Linked DNA regions of Sus scrofa: all the other regions are linked to region 1. The links are chromatin contacts, called in public Hi-C and promoter capture Hi-C maps. All regions are on one chromosome and are shown on one strand. Each heading gives the region's core, a stretch centred on a gene start, on an enhancer-like site or on the middle of the called end of the contact. The rest is flanking DNA. Distances are from core to core; before and after follow the strand shown.

Evidence for each region. Promoter capture Hi-C pulls out the DNA fragments that hold promoters and counts their contacts. A called contact is a pair of places that touch in the nucleus more often than the background predicts.
Region 2: a contact with region 1 is called in a promoter capture Hi-C map of liver, with 16 times the contacts expected there. The contact joins the promoter of ATR here to the promoter of U2SURP in region 1. A contact is called at or near these places in 4 of 5 promoter capture datasets (fetal liver, fetal skeletal muscle and liver), 26 of 47 Hi-C or Micro-C datasets (adipose tissue, alveolar macrophages, blood and 16 more) and 2 of 2 datasets of contacts at active chromatin or transcription factors (alveolar macrophages and skeletal muscle).
Region 3: a Hi-C map of liver shows a contact between it and region 1, with 4 times the contacts expected there. The contact joins the promoter of PLS1 here to the promoter of U2SURP in region 1. A contact is called at or near these places in 1 of 5 promoter capture datasets (skeletal muscle), 26 of 47 Hi-C or Micro-C datasets (adipocytes, adipose tissue, alveolar macrophages and 17 more) and 2 of 2 datasets of contacts at active chromatin or transcription factors (alveolar macrophages and skeletal muscle).
Region 4: a contact with region 1 is called in a promoter capture Hi-C map of liver, with 4 times the contacts expected there. The contact joins the promoter of TRPC1 here to the promoter of U2SURP in region 1. A contact is called at or near these places in 1 of 5 promoter capture datasets (liver), 1 of 47 Hi-C or Micro-C datasets (heart right ventricle) and 1 of 2 datasets of contacts at active chromatin or transcription factors (alveolar macrophages).

What each region holds. Positions count from the first base shown.
Region 1 is chr13:83,702,987-83,706,540 of Sscrofa11.1, forward strand. It overlaps U2SURP (U2 snRNP-associated SURP motif-containing protein), which reads left to right and starts at 1,515. Exons shown (of 28, transcript XM_013982108.2): 1 at 1,515-1,669. The coding sequence starts at 1,625.
Region 2 is chr13:83,288,093-83,291,646 of Sscrofa11.1, forward strand. ATR (serine/threonine-protein kinase ATR) reads right to left here and starts at 1,894. Exons shown (of 47, transcript XM_021069571.1): 1 at 1,681-1,894. The coding sequence starts at 1,739. LOC110256309 (a long non-coding RNA gene) reads left to right here and starts at 1,925. Exons shown (of 2, transcript XR_002337705.1): 1 at 1,925-2,020; 2 at 2,444-2,923.
Region 3 is chr13:83,305,963-83,309,516 of Sscrofa11.1, forward strand. PLS1 (plastin-1) reads left to right here and starts at 1,730. Exons shown (of 16, transcript XM_021069572.1): 1 at 1,730-1,906.
Region 4 is chr13:83,434,999-83,438,552 of Sscrofa11.1, forward strand. It overlaps TRPC1 (transient receptor potential cation channel subfamily C member 1), which reads left to right and starts at 1,875. Exons shown (of 12, transcript NM_001145751.1): 1 at 1,875-2,049. The coding sequence starts at 1,875.

The DNA of each region.
Region 1 (3,554 bases), core at 265-2,764:
TATATACCAAGCGGGACTCAAAAATACTTTGAATAAATGACTTCAGGAGTTGGTCATGAACCCTTCTTCTTCCTCTAGTGCTCAATCTTTTAAAGCTTAAAATTGGACATCACAGCCCTACTTAATTCTGTTGAAGGCTACTCTTTGCCCTCAGAATAGAATTCTAACTCCCCAAGCACAGTGGTTACCTCAGGGCCCTGTGTGAGCTTGCTTCCATCCACCTCTCCAGCCCTACACCTGGTCTAATACAACGTGACTGCTTACTGTGACTGCACAGTTGGGCTATATTGATTCATGCCATCGGATTTTGTTTCAAGTACTTCCTTTGCCTGGAAAGCTCTTTCCATTTTCTTTGCCTGGTTTGGCTCAGGAATGACCTCCTCAAGCAAGCTTTCCTTCTTTGAATACAGATCCTATTAAAGAAGGAAAGAAAGAAAGAAAAAAGAAAGAAAAGAGCACTGAAGTATGGTTACTCTCCTCTATTTGTGATTAAAAATGAAAGCAATACCAAACTGTAAAATGTAACTCTTTTATCTTGTTTTTTTTTTTTTTTGTTTTAGGGCCACAGGTGTGGCATATGGACATTCCCAGGCTAGAGGCAGAATCTGAGCTACAGCTGCTGGTCTAAGCCACAGTCACAGCAATGCAAGATCTGAGCTGCATCTGCAATCTACACCACAGCTCACCACAAGGATGGATCCTTAACCCACTGAGTGAGGCCAGGGATGAAACCTGCTTCCTCATGGATCCCAGCCAGGTTAGTTACCCCTGAGCCACGATGGGAACTCCTATAAGTCTCTTAAATGACACACAACTGTATATATGTAACTGAATCCACTTTGCTGTACACCCAAAACACAACATTGTAAATCTACTCCGAAATAAAAAAAATTTTAAATAATAACTTATATGAATGCTAGATTTAGACTATCGTCTGCTTATGATTTTTCTCTCATGCATCCTTTCTCTCCACGCACCCATTTTGCAGACGCCTTAAACAGACTATCCAACAACCCCACTGCTGGAATCTCAGCTTGGGTCAAAAGCTGCCCTGCTCTGCTTCTCGGCACCACTGCATTTTAAAGTAACTTGAACAGACCGCAAGTTTGCCTTTCCCCCTAGGGGATGAGAGCCAGAGGTGGCGGGAACACCATCTTTGTCCATGGAGCACCATACCTCAGCCCACTCTCCTGTTGGCTCCAGGTTTACTTGAGTCGAAGTAAAAACTCCTCCCGGCTGACCCATGCATTTCTTCTTTAAGAAGGCTTTCCCTAACTCATCCAGCAAGTGCAACTAGTTCGCGCCTATCAAGGGCTGGCACTGAGAAAAGGGTGCATTCCAACCAGCCCTGAAAGCCTGGACAAGATTCCCTAAATTCTCCGGCGGAGAAAGCAACCCGCCAGGGAGACGCCCACAGATATTCAGCAGAGTGGGCAGGGCTGGAAAAAAAAAAAAAAAAAGAAGACCGACACCGGAAGTCACGTGGCCACTTCCCCTTGAATAGTCGGCAATCGACTATTCAGCCTTGCAGGCGCCTCTGGCGGGCTGTGTTGAGATCCAGTCTTTCGGCGTTCGACTCGCCCGTGCTGCTGCTGCCGCCGCCGAAGGAGGGGCAAAGCTCAAGATGGCGGACAAAACGCCAGGCGGCTCTCAGAAGGCCAGTTCAAAGGTAATTTCTTAAAGGACTTCGTGAGTCATTGAGTCTATCACTGTCGTCTGGAGACTACAGACACTTCTGGCCAGCGGGAGGAGATTGGGGTGGAAGTCCGCGTTCCGGTCGCGACGGTAGGCCGGGGCGCAGACGCACCGTGGTGCGCAGGTTGAGAGGCCTGGTATCTCCCCTCGGTCCCAGCCTGGATTCGGCTCGAGGCTGGCGGGCCCGGGGCAGGTGGCATGAGTAGTTCGCCCCGCGCTTACCACTGGGGTGAAGTCAGGGATTTACACTGAGGTCTGACGCCAGGAAAACGCGCCTCTGTATTTCAGCTTGTTGCGCTCTGAAGCTCCGGGACAGAGTCTAGGAGAGGCGGGAATCACTTCCCGGTACTTAAGGTCTACTTCTCTTTCCTCGGTTCTTTGGGGTTTGGATCTCGTACGCTTCTGGCCTCCTTCAATTTCCCTCACGTCCTGCAGGGAATAAATAATCTCTAGGGCTGCAGATTGTGAGGGGAGGCCCTATAGTGGAGGGACGCGGGGTGGGAAATGCAGAGGCGGGAGCAGTTCTCCTTTGCGGTGCTGCATCACCAAGGTTAATGCTACGCTCTACACGTGGTCTTACCTCCCTTAAGGGGAAGTATGAAATGAACGCTTCTTTGGAGGGCTCATTTTCGAGGACTCGGGGTCCTCATCACCTCCCGAAAGGAGAACTTTCATAAGTTGCTTTTGAGTGTACAGGGAATCGTGTGCAAGTATTGTGAAACCACTGAGCTGTGGGAGTAGTTTAGCTTTAGGTTGTGATTAGCATCTGGCACCAGTTGCCATCTTGGACGGGTCATTTAATCGTTTTTGCTTTGAGTTTCTTTTTCAAAACGATATTAAAAGTAGTAGATAGTGCCCAAAGTAGTTGTTAAGCTTTTCTATGCTGATGTAAGAAATTGTGTAATACACATCTTAAAGAGTGTGTATGAATTGCAAGTCGGTTACTAGGAAGTTAAGTTTACTGTAGACGGGGCTAGTTCTGTGTGTGCAGTTTGTTTTGGGAAATATAACCTATTATATACTTGCTTTCTCAGTTTCTAATCATAATCTTTATGCCATTTGGTGCATGACGTCTATAATTAGTTCGTAATTAGTAATGGATTTACCAGAAATCCTTTAGTTGTGTGGAGGCTATGATAGAAGGCCAGTATTGGCTGCTTTACGTTCTGCGTTTACTCCTTGTTTCTCCTCTCCCCACTTAATTTCCCCTTGATGAGGAGGGGAGTAGTTGGGTACATCACTCTGCCCACTTCCTCAGCAGACTCATCAGAAAAACAGCCCTGTTTACTGTTAGGGAACGATTACCAAAGTTAGCCACATCCATAAAATTCACCGGTAAGCGTCACTATTTTTGTTTCTTCTCAAAATAATACTTTAGTATCTCCTATTTGAGGCCTTGGATACATTGAAAACATTTTAAAGCATATGTTCAGCCTTCTCTAAGAGTATTTGTCAGGGTTGTATATGGCTTTTTTTTTTTTTTTTTTGGTAAGTGTAAATTGTTGAATCTGCCAGGAATCTTTTCAGTTTGTATTGCTTTAGATTATCGTCAATTGATGTGATTAAGAGGTTTCCTACGATGTCTGTAAAATATAGTAGGGCTCAAATGATATGGTTTTTTGCATTAATATGGAGGGTACACGAGGTAGTGGAGAGATTATGGATTTTGATAACAAAGTCGAGATTTGGATTCAAATTCTGACTTGGTACTTTATTTATGATGTCGCAAATTGCTTAAACTTTTGAGCCTCAACTTCCTTGTTGGTAATGTGGATATAATCTCTTTTTCTACAGGGTTGACGTAAAGGTTAAATGAGTGAATAACTCTTAGTTCCTTTGCTTTTCCCTTTTGTTCTTAG
Region 2 (3,554 bases), core at 644-3,143, 410 kb before region 1:
CCCAGCCTAGGGGTCTAATCAGAGCTGTAGCTGCCAGCCTACACCACAGCCACAGCAACGCCAGATCTGAGCTGCATCTGCGACCTTCACCACAGCTCACGGCAATGCCGGATCCTTAACCCATTAGGCGAGGCCAGGGATTGAACCTCATGGTTCCTAGTCGGATTCATTTCTTCTGCACCAGGACAGGAACTCCTAAGTTTTTTTTTTTATTATTCCTTCTCTTAAAATGGCTACAAATGAATCAAAGGTAACATAAGCTCTGTTGATGAAAGAGACTATAAATAAATCCAAGATAGTATTATTTTTATCAACAAGTATCATACTGGAAGAGAGAAAAGGGAAGAGAAGTATTAATCAGCAAATTCTATATTAAAGCAGGGGGAAGGGGGAAACACCCTGAGCTTTACATGGAGCCTGAAAGATGAAATAGGTACATCAACTTCCTGTGTGAACACCTGCCTTCATCTTCTTAAGAAAGGTAAATGTTACTTTACAAAATGTTTACCCAAGTATGATTGCAACACTCATGCCAAGGGGGAAAAAATCATACACACAAAAAGAGGATGATTCAGTTAAGACAAGCATGGTGCTGTTATTTATAACCTCTTATGTATGTAACTGAGGAAGACTAAATGTCAGTGTCTTGGTATGGCTAACAAGTGGAGAGGGACACAACTGCACTGCACAAAGAAAGGAAATTAAATATCCCATGGGCTTAAAATCAGTTGTGGCTGTGTGCTAAGTTTTCAAACAATTTAAGAAATTGGAAAGCAACTATTCCAATTGACAGTTCAAATGCAGTAGTGGTACAAGCCCACTTTTCTATTCACAGTAGGTTACCAAAAAAAAAAAAAAAAAAATTGAACAAACACCCTGCCTAGGCCTGGTTGAGGAAAGGTTGTAGGTGTGTTGAAGGACAGCAGACATCAACATCTCTCCCTTCTGTTGCGGCAGGAAACTGGTTTACATGATTCTATTCTCAGGTTTACAGGGGAAAAAAAAAAAAAAAGCTATGCAAATGGAACATTAAATTATCTTCAAATTTTGGCTTCATTCTTGCACATTTATATTTTGCAGACGTTGTGGTCGATTCCTGGGATTTCTGATTGAACTAACGAATTGGGGACTGGATGATCAACATGAAAAGGGTCCCATCTCCAGAATGGCCTATGGTTTCACTTCTAAGAAAGACACAAACTGCTTTTTCGAGCAACTGGCCTTCCTTGCATAAAATCTGAACAAATGACTTTTCATCCGAGGGCAGTTTGGGGTCAAAACATAGAAGACAACAGAAACTGAGACAAATCCACAGGTCAAGTACTCCATCAAGGAAAGAGGCTTTTGAGAAGCAAAGCAGTGAGTGTAGGGAAGTGATCAGAAAGTTACCATCCGGCGGGACCCTTCTTTCCCGCCGCAGAGGCAATCCCCTGGGGGTGCTGGTGGGGGAGGAGCTTCAGGGCGCCGCTGAGGTAAAGTGGGACCTGCAGACGGCCCTCCCCTCGGACCCGCATCTGGCGGGTCTGCGGCGAAGCCCCCAGTCCTTTTAACCGCCTCTCTGTAGGAGAAGCGCTCTAATCAGCCACGGAGTGTCTCCACAAGGGCCCGGGTTGAGGGGATCGGAACTAGGACGCGCGCGGCTGGGGAGGGAGAGCACGTGAGATGCCGGCCTGGCCCTACCTGCCCAGCTCCCGCAGGGCCGGGATCATAGACGCCAACTCCAGACCATGCTCGCCCATGCTGAGGACGTGCACCACCGGTCAACTACACCCAGGCGGGCTCCTGGCGTCTCCACAGCCACCTCCGATGAGAAAGCGCGGCGCCCGACGGTGCCTCGCGGGGCCCAAAACTCCTCCCGGAAGCCGTGCGGGCCCGCTCGCCAGGTCCTAGTTCTTTTCTGCGTAGGACCCGGGGGAGGCCGGGAGGCCGAAGTGGGTGGGGAGAGTGGGCGGGGCAAGGGACGCGGCGCGGCGGAGGGTCAAGTTTCCCCAGTTGGGTTCGCTCTGAGATAGGCAGCTTGGTAAGTGGCCAGGCAAAAATCGTGAGAGTTTTGGTTTTTAGTTGCTCTGCTCTGTCACTCCCAAGCTTGGGAGGCTCAGAGAACCCAGACCCCGGGTCCTGGGAGGAAAGGGGCGTGGCGGGCACTAGCCCAGAATCCCTCTCATGACAAATGTGAAAAATGAGACAATTCAGCATCTAGAGCCCCAAGATCAGATCCAGGTCTCCCCAAAGACGCCCCCAGGTTCTTCATTTTCTTACTGTTCTCTTGACGGGTGTCTGAGAGGTATGGCGCAAAAGGTGGGCTCCTCCTTGTCCCAGCGGATATTTTTTCCCCTCAAATTGAAGTCTGCATTAGGTTTCCTTGAGGATACTCTCAAGTTTTTTCCTTTCTTTTCTTTTTTTTTTTTTTTTTTTTTTTTTGGTATGGCCGCAACCGCGACAGACGGAAGTCCCCTAACCAGGGGTCAGATCCGAACGCAGCTGCAGCATCGTTGGATCCTTTAACCCTCTGTGGCAGGCTGGTGACTGAACTCTCGCCTCCATAGTGACCGGAGCTACTGCATTCGGATTCTCAACCCATTGTGCCACAGCGGGAACTTATCAACCTTTAATATTTAAGAAGAGGGTTAAATTGTGTTTATTTGTGGCTCATCAAGTGAGCGACAGTATTGTGTGTATTTATGTCACCTTTACCTTTGGCGTCTATTACCTGTGATTTAATTTTTAAGTAAATCAGTGGATTTTGGCTGTAGACATTTTGTAGCTCAACCTAGTTTTTTTTATACGAAAAATGGTCATCATAAGAGGCTGTTAACATGTCAAAGTTATGTTTAATCAGGCAAGGCCAGGCAGTGTATTTACCTTTGTTCCCTAACACAGGAGAATAATTGTTACACAGTATCTTAAGAAAAAAAAAAAAAAAGGAGGGAGTTTCTGTTGTGGCTCAGGGGTAGCAAACCCTGCTAGTGTCCATGAGCACCCAGTGGGTTAAGAATCCCTGGCTTCACTCAGTGGGTTAAGAATCCCGTGTTGGCGCAAGCTGAGGTGTAGATGGCATACGCCTCTTGGATCTGACCTAGCTGTGGTGGAGGCCAGCAGCATATGGAGGTCTGACTTGACCCCTAGGCTGGGAACCTCCATATGCCCTGGATGTGGCCCTAAAAAGACAAAAAAAAAAAAAAAAAGAAGCGGAGTGACAGCCAAATAGGCTCCTGTCTCAGGGATTTCGCGTTTGCTAAACCCTCTGCCTTGACCTTAAATATCCCTCTTAAATACCCTTCTTTCATCACTTCTCTTCAGATGTTTGCTGAAATGTCACCAGAAAGCCTCATATGGACTAGCACACTTGCACTCATACTCTCTCCCCCTCCATCCTTGCTTTATTTTCCTTCATAGCACATAGAATCAAGTTATATATTAAATACTATTTTTTTGACTGTCTCTTCCAATTAGAATATAAGCTCCTTGAGAGCGGGATTTTGCTTAGATACCTGGGACCTAAAAGAGTGCTTGGGATATAGTTGGTATGTAGTAATTATTTGTTAAATACCAGA
Region 3 (3,554 bases), core at 480-2,979, 400 kb before region 1:
TTTTTTTTTTTTCTTTTTTTTCTTAGGGCCACACTTGCAGCATATGGAAGTTCCCAGGCTAACGGTTGAATCTGAGCTACAGCTGCTGCCTATACCACAGCTCGCGGCAACAGTGGATCCTTAACCCACTGCGTGAAGCCAGGGATTACACCCGCATCCCTATGGATACTAGTTGGGCTTATTACCACTGAGCCACGACAGGAACTTCTTAACCTTTTAAGATATATATTGTGAGAACTTAGAACTCCTCTTGTATATCTGGGCTCAGATAAAGATACTAAATCCAGGAGTTCCTGTTGTGGCTCAGTGGTTAACGAATCCGACTAGCAACCATGAGGTTGCTGGTTCGATCCTTGGCCTTGCTCAGTGGGTTAAGGATCTGGTGTTGCCGTGAGCTGTGGTGTAGGTTGCAGACGCAGCTCGGATCCCACGTTGCTGTGGCTCTGGCATAGGCCAGCGGCTACAGCACCGATTAGACCCCTAGCCTGGGAAACTCCATATGCCGCAGGTGTGGTGCTAGAAAAAAAGACAAACAAAAACAAAAAACAAAACTAAATCCACTAATTTCTCTAAATGGAAGGCAGGGAGAAATCCTTATCCTCCTCAGCTTTAGCCCACCTAATTCCATATTTAATTACGTATCAACTCCTTTGTGTTCCTAAAATAATTTCAACATTCTTCTTCATCTCTCCCTAGCCATTCTGATACCATCTCAGAATTTCTTGGGTACCTATTTTGCATCCAATACTGTGCTGAGCACTAAGGGGCCACACAGGACTCTAAGTTAAAGAGGCAACAAAATAGGGACCCTCCTGTTGCCTGGACAGAGCCGGAGAGACCACAACTACAGGTTATACTACAGGCAAAATACGTGAGAACTCTTGTGGTTGCATTCCATTTGCTTGACTCACATGCTATCCTATCTTTGTTTGCTTGTGAGCTGAGGTTATTTATTTTTTAAGCAGGTGTGGCTGTTCAATGAAGAGGAAATGTTATGTGAAATGCCCCCCAAAGGGGGGAGGGGATAGAAAACTTTATTTTTTAATACTATAAGTTTTTCAATACCATATCTGTCTGTCCATCCATCTTTCTTTTTTTTTGTCTTTTTGCTATTTCTTGGGCCGCTCCCACGGCATATGGAGTTTCCCAGGCTAGGGGTCTAATCGGAGCTGTAGCTGCCAGCCTATGCCAGAGCCACAGCAACTCGGGATCGAGCCGCTTCTGCAACCTACACCACAGCCCACGGCAACGCCGGATCATTAACCCACTGAGCAAGGGCAGGGACCGAACCCGCAACCTCATGGTTGCTAGTCGGATTCCTTAACCACTGCGCCACGAAGGGAACTCCCATCCATCTTTCTATATCTATCTGTATCTTTTCTCTTGACCAGAGGTTCACAGTATGTGGTAGCCTCAGTTAGAAAATGTTAGAATGCAACTGGTTGGGCCTCATCCTAGATCTACTTGAATCTGAACTCTTGAGTGTTGGATCTGGTTCCAACAAGCCCTCCAGGTGATTCTGCTCCACACTCAAGTTTGAGAACCACTGTGCTAAGTTCCTTCCAATTGTGTAGATGGTCATCCTTAGGCTTGGAGGAGGGTCCGTCCTGTATAGCTGTGGGCAATAGGGATAAGGTTGCCCCAGCACCTATCCACCTCCCCCCACCTCCTCTCCCAGCACCTGCAACTCCAACTTCAGCTCTTGGCCTCTTGTCTTTCCCTAGGGAGTCGCAGCTAAAACCCGGCAAGTGGATTCAGAGTTTGCTGACCCGGGTGCCGGCCAGGCATGCGTAGTGGTGCGAGCGCGGCCGCCAGGCGGACGCGGCCAGATAGCCGCAGAGCGAACCTGCCGGTGCGTGGATCGCGAGTGCGAGCAGCAGGCTGGAGGGCCAGACGGCTGTGGCAGGTATAGGGTGCGGCGGAGGGGTCCGAGAGGAACGCTGGACTGATAGGCAGGAAATAAAGCTTTACTTCCTTCCTGGCGTGTAGCAGCTCCAGGGAATCTCTCCGGGTTTCTTTAGTTGGAGCGGCGATCCGTGTGCTCGCTGTGCGGTGCGGCGCCGGGAGGTCGGCGGGCGTGCTCCTGCCCCGTCCGGGCAGCTCGTAGTGGGGCAGGTGTTACATCGTGTATTTATGCTTACACAGTAAGCCCGATAACTGCATTATGATTCTGTGCATGAACTTGGGCATTTTGTAAACTTAACTGTTTTCCTCTCTTTTAAACTTGGGTGGCCGCTGGTGAGGGTTTCAAAGATCCAGCCTGTTTCCCTTGAATTCTGTGACTGGTTTATTTGCCTTTGGCCTTTTGGTGCATAGGATCAATAAGACTGGATGTGACATCGCATCAGTGGTTTTCGGTTTTGGTGCCTTTCCTGGAGCAGGGGGGCCTTTGGATGTGGTGTAAGAATGCCAACTTTCAGCGCGTTTCAGTGCCAAAAACTTTCTGCATTTCAGCTGCGTTTTTAAGTAGAGACTTTGCGAAGTTTAAAATTTTTTTCTCCCTCATTTTTCTACGTTACTGTTACTTCAGGTATCGTTTGGTGCTGTTAAAAGGAAGTTGTCTTTTAAATGAGTACAGTTCTCATTTCTCTCCTCTTTCTTTACCCTGTCATCTTTTGTGGCCACACAGAGAGATTTTACCCTGGGGCTGAGGTATTGGATACACTTGTACAATGTACAAGGTAAAGGCTGTGAAGTACAAATTTCTTGGATAACCTGTAAGCCAGAAACAAAATTTAAGGGCACATTCTTTTTTTTTTTTTTTTTATTGATTTACTGTGTTGGGTTAGTTTCAGGTGTACAGCAAGGTGATTTAGTTGTGTGTGTGTGTGTGTATATATATATATATTTTTTTCCAGATTCTTTCCCTTAGAAGTTATTACAGAATATTGAGTAGTACTATACCGTAGGTCCTTGTTGATTATCTATGAACATTCTTTAAGTGTTCGATTTATGATGCGAGAGACATGTACAAAGAATAAGCTTAGGAAAAAGAAATTGTTAGTTCAAGAGGAGAAACCTATATGGAAAGGGAATACAGATACCTGCCTTTTCTTCTATCCCCCCCATGATGAATGTTTCAATGGCAGAAATAATATACAGTTGGTTTAGTTTGGGGCTGTGGAGACCTTCGAGGTCAGCCAGTTCAACTGCTTCAGTTTACAAATGAGAAAAACGAAACCAGCAAGGTTAAATGACTTGCTGTGGCCGCTGGAGCCCCTTCTTGGTAAAGCTGGGCCTGCGATCCAGGTTTTCTGATTTTCAGGGCTCTTTTTTACCATCCCCCTGCTGATACTCTTCTCAGAATTTGGTTAGATTATTGCACTTTCTTTTTCTCTTCTGTTTCCTTGTACTTTGTAGTCTAGCTTAAGCAGAAAATTAGTTGTTCCTGGGAGTTCCCATTGTGGCTCAGTGGTTAATGGATCCTACTAGGATCCATGAGGTTGCAGGTTTGATCCCTGGCCTCGCACGGTGGGTTAAGGATCCAGTGTTGCCGTGAGTGGTAGTGTAGGTCTCGGACGCGACTCAGATTCCGCGTTGCTGTGGCTCTGGCG
Region 4 (3,554 bases), core at 625-3,124, 270 kb before region 1:
AATTTTGGAAAGTCTGCTAGGATTATCTCCTAAATTAGACTGGAATTACACTGAATCTAAGAAATCAATCCAGCCCCTAAGGGAGTTCTATGGATAAGGAGTCACCTAATCCTAGAAGCTGAAATAAACTTCATATTAATGTGGTTTCTATAGTTCAGAGCCATCTGAATTTTTACCCCTAAACACTCTGGAACTTTTGGATGGATCAGGGTTAGAGTTCTGCCACTGAGTAAAAATTTTACTGGACTCCAAAATTTGTAAGCACACACACATAAACAAACCCAAATATGTACCACTGTGTTCACTGGCCACAGATTTACAATGAGCAATTTTGACATTCCACTGAATCCACAAACTTAGAACTATATTAAACATTAGAGAATGGGGCAGATTTATGATCTACTAAAGAAAGAAAAGCTATAATGATTTAATAGATAAGTATTCTGAAGTAAACACATGGAAATGTTTGGAAAGGTGGACAATCTTGTCTACCGAAGGCCTCTTAGAGAAGATGAAAAGAGGACTCTGATCAGTAAGGTATATATAGGAAACTTGGAAGTCTGCAGGGACAGGGACGGAAAAAAATCAACCTGAACAGAACAGGAAGTATTTCTTTCAAATATACCATACTCAGAAGTAAATTTATGTATTGCCTTAAAAACCCAAGCACTAAGGGGACAATTTAAATTTGTACATAGTTGGAAAGCAATAAAAATTATTTGAAATATAATTTCCAGTCCCCCTCCCCCAGCTTTTGAAGGTGCAAGAACCTGCTTTAACTATAAGCTTGACTTAAAAAAATACTGAAGTAACACTTACTGCACTTCAGTTAGTTTTGGCTTAAATAACATTCATCTTCTAAAATCTGATTTATAAATGCTAAGATTAACAAGAAACTACTGGAAGGGCTATGACGTAGAGCCGATCCCAATGATGAGCTTATTCAATAGTTACATGCAAAGAAATTATGACACCAGAAACGTTATGCCAATTTTCTATCACAAATGAGTTTTTTAAAAATAGTTTTAGTAACGAGGGCAGCTAGCCTGGCAGTGTGGCGAGGGATCTGTCCTTTCTGCTTTATGCAAAGGACAAAGAAATATGGACAAAATGGACAATTCCACGGGGGCGTTAAGTCGTCAGAACCTCGGTAAACCACCTCCCTGCATTTTACAGCCGGAGACCACGGGGAAATTACCTCAAACCTGCAACCTGAGGGGACGCACACCTGCCGACCCCCTTTCTCTCGTCCGCTGGAAGCCTTCCAGGGGGCGGCCCGCTAGCTAGCCAGTAGAGGGCGGAGCGTCCGTAGACCCCGCCTCAACCTCAGGCCCCGCCTACTACCGAGCCCGTCCCGTTTTCGTCGCTTTCACGGAGCGGAAGATGACGTGAGGAGAGCCGCGAATATCTCCTCTGGGCGCAGCCGGCGGTTCCCACAGCCCTGGAGCCCAGCGGGTGCAGAATCGCCTTTTGGAACCCCTCTCCCACCGATTTTCGTCCTCCTCTCGGGCTGGGCCGCCCCTCGCGCGGCCCCTGCGACTCCTGGCACGGCCCCGCGCTCGGCTGCCGCCCTGGCGCGCGCCACTCTGTCGTCCCCGGACGGGCGCGGACCGGCTCGGCCCGGGCGCCGGCGGCTGGGGAGGGGGCGCTGGCCCCGGGGCCGCGCATGCGCCGCCACCAACCTAGGGTTGTCAGTGGAGGGCGAGTGCTGGTTCCGTGGGGAGGCGACGGCCTTTGAGGCCAACGGGCCGCGCGCCGAGGCGGCCGTGGGAACGACTCATCCCTTTTCCAGCCCGGGGGCGGGGCTGGGGTCGGGGTCGGGGCTGGTGGGGGCCCCGCCCCCGTCTCCTGGCCTGCCCCCTTCATGGGCAGCGATGATGGCGGCCCTGTACCCGAGCACGGATTTCTCGGGCGCCTCCTCCTCCTCCCTGCCTTCCTCCCCATCCTCCTCTTCGTCGCCGAACGAGGTGATGGCGCTGAAGGATGTGCGGGAGGTGAAGGAGGAGAACACCTTGAATGAGAAGCTTTTCTTGCTGGCGTGCGACAAGGGTGAGAGCTAGGCCCCTTTCTCCGCTTCTGGATGCCCCTTCCCTCCACACCTCTCATCCCCTTCCCAGCCTCAACTCGGGGCACTCCCTCTCCCTCATGCGCCGAGCGTCTGTTCCCGCCTCGCCCGCCGCTTCTCCCGGGCCTCCTGGCACCGCCTCTGCCTTGTGAGTGCGGAGCTGACGGGCGGGAGCAGCCGCGGGTGCCTCCCTGCAAGCGCCGCACCTGGGCGGCGGCTCTAATCATGGTCTGCTTTCGCTGGGTCCGGCGATCAGGTAGCGTCGTAGGGGCCCGGACCCGAGGGTTTTAGCCTCACCTCCGCTACTGACCACCTGAATGACCTGGTCTTCCCCTCGGGCTTTCATTTATTTCTTTCTGGAAGCCCGGGAGGTTGTCTAGTTTTGGATCTTCCAGCCCGCAGATTCCCTGACCTTGCTTAAAGTTTCTCCTGTTTATGGGCTCTCAGCTGGTTTTTTGTTTTCCTTATTCTTTAAAACTTTATTTAGCTCCAGCTACTCAGTGCCTTGGTGCTCAGTGACTGTTCAGTGGGATTAGATATGTCAGTATCCTAGGTGGACATAAAGGCAGGACTTTATGGAGAAATTCTGCCTCAGTCCCCAACTTCCTCCAGATTTACGGAACAACTTTGTTCGTACTTTTTATTGGAGAGGAAGGTTCGATTCTTCTTTGAGAAATAACGGTAGTTCAAAATAATTACAGGGCAAAAATGTGGAATATACTTAACGTGGCTTTTTTTTTTTAATCTAGGAATCGATCACTTTTATGGCCATAATAAAATCTTCACTTAAGCATGCTTTCTATTGATAAATATAATAAAAGGAAGGGGAATTTAATTGCCCTAAGACTGCTTTTATTTCCTATGTGTAAAAAAGTGCTGTAAATTTTTCTTTCTAAATTTATTCATCTTGCCTTATAATGGCCAGGCTTACTTAGGAAGAACTTTTAGGATCAGGCAGACTTCCAAAACATAAACCCAAAGGGCAGCTTACATTGTGAGAGATTAACTATAGAGGTTTTGTTTGTATGTGTGTGTGTGTTTTTTTTTTTAAATAAATGGCAGCCTCCTTACCCCCTCTTACTGTTTTGAAATAGGATTTTATTTACACAACTTTTTGTAAACACATTGATACAGAAACACAGTTCATCTTTGTCTGCCATGAGTCACTTTTATGATCTTAGGTAATAGTATTAAATTTTATTATGAAAGCATTTGTGAAAGTCCACCATGAACACAATTTTGAATAGTCTTCGAAATGTAAAGATACATAGAATATATGTCTATAACCTTACAGAAATCATTGCTTGTGGATCATGTGAAATTATTTGGTGTTACTGGAGTGGAAGGTCTGAGTTCTCTTCCTTCAAAAATTCCTTTAGAGGGGAAGGGAAAATTGAGTTGTACTAGAAATAGTAAGTGACTGCTACATCTACCCCAGCTTACTGAACTGTGGTTATTTTAAAGCAGTGTTTATTTATTTATTTATTTA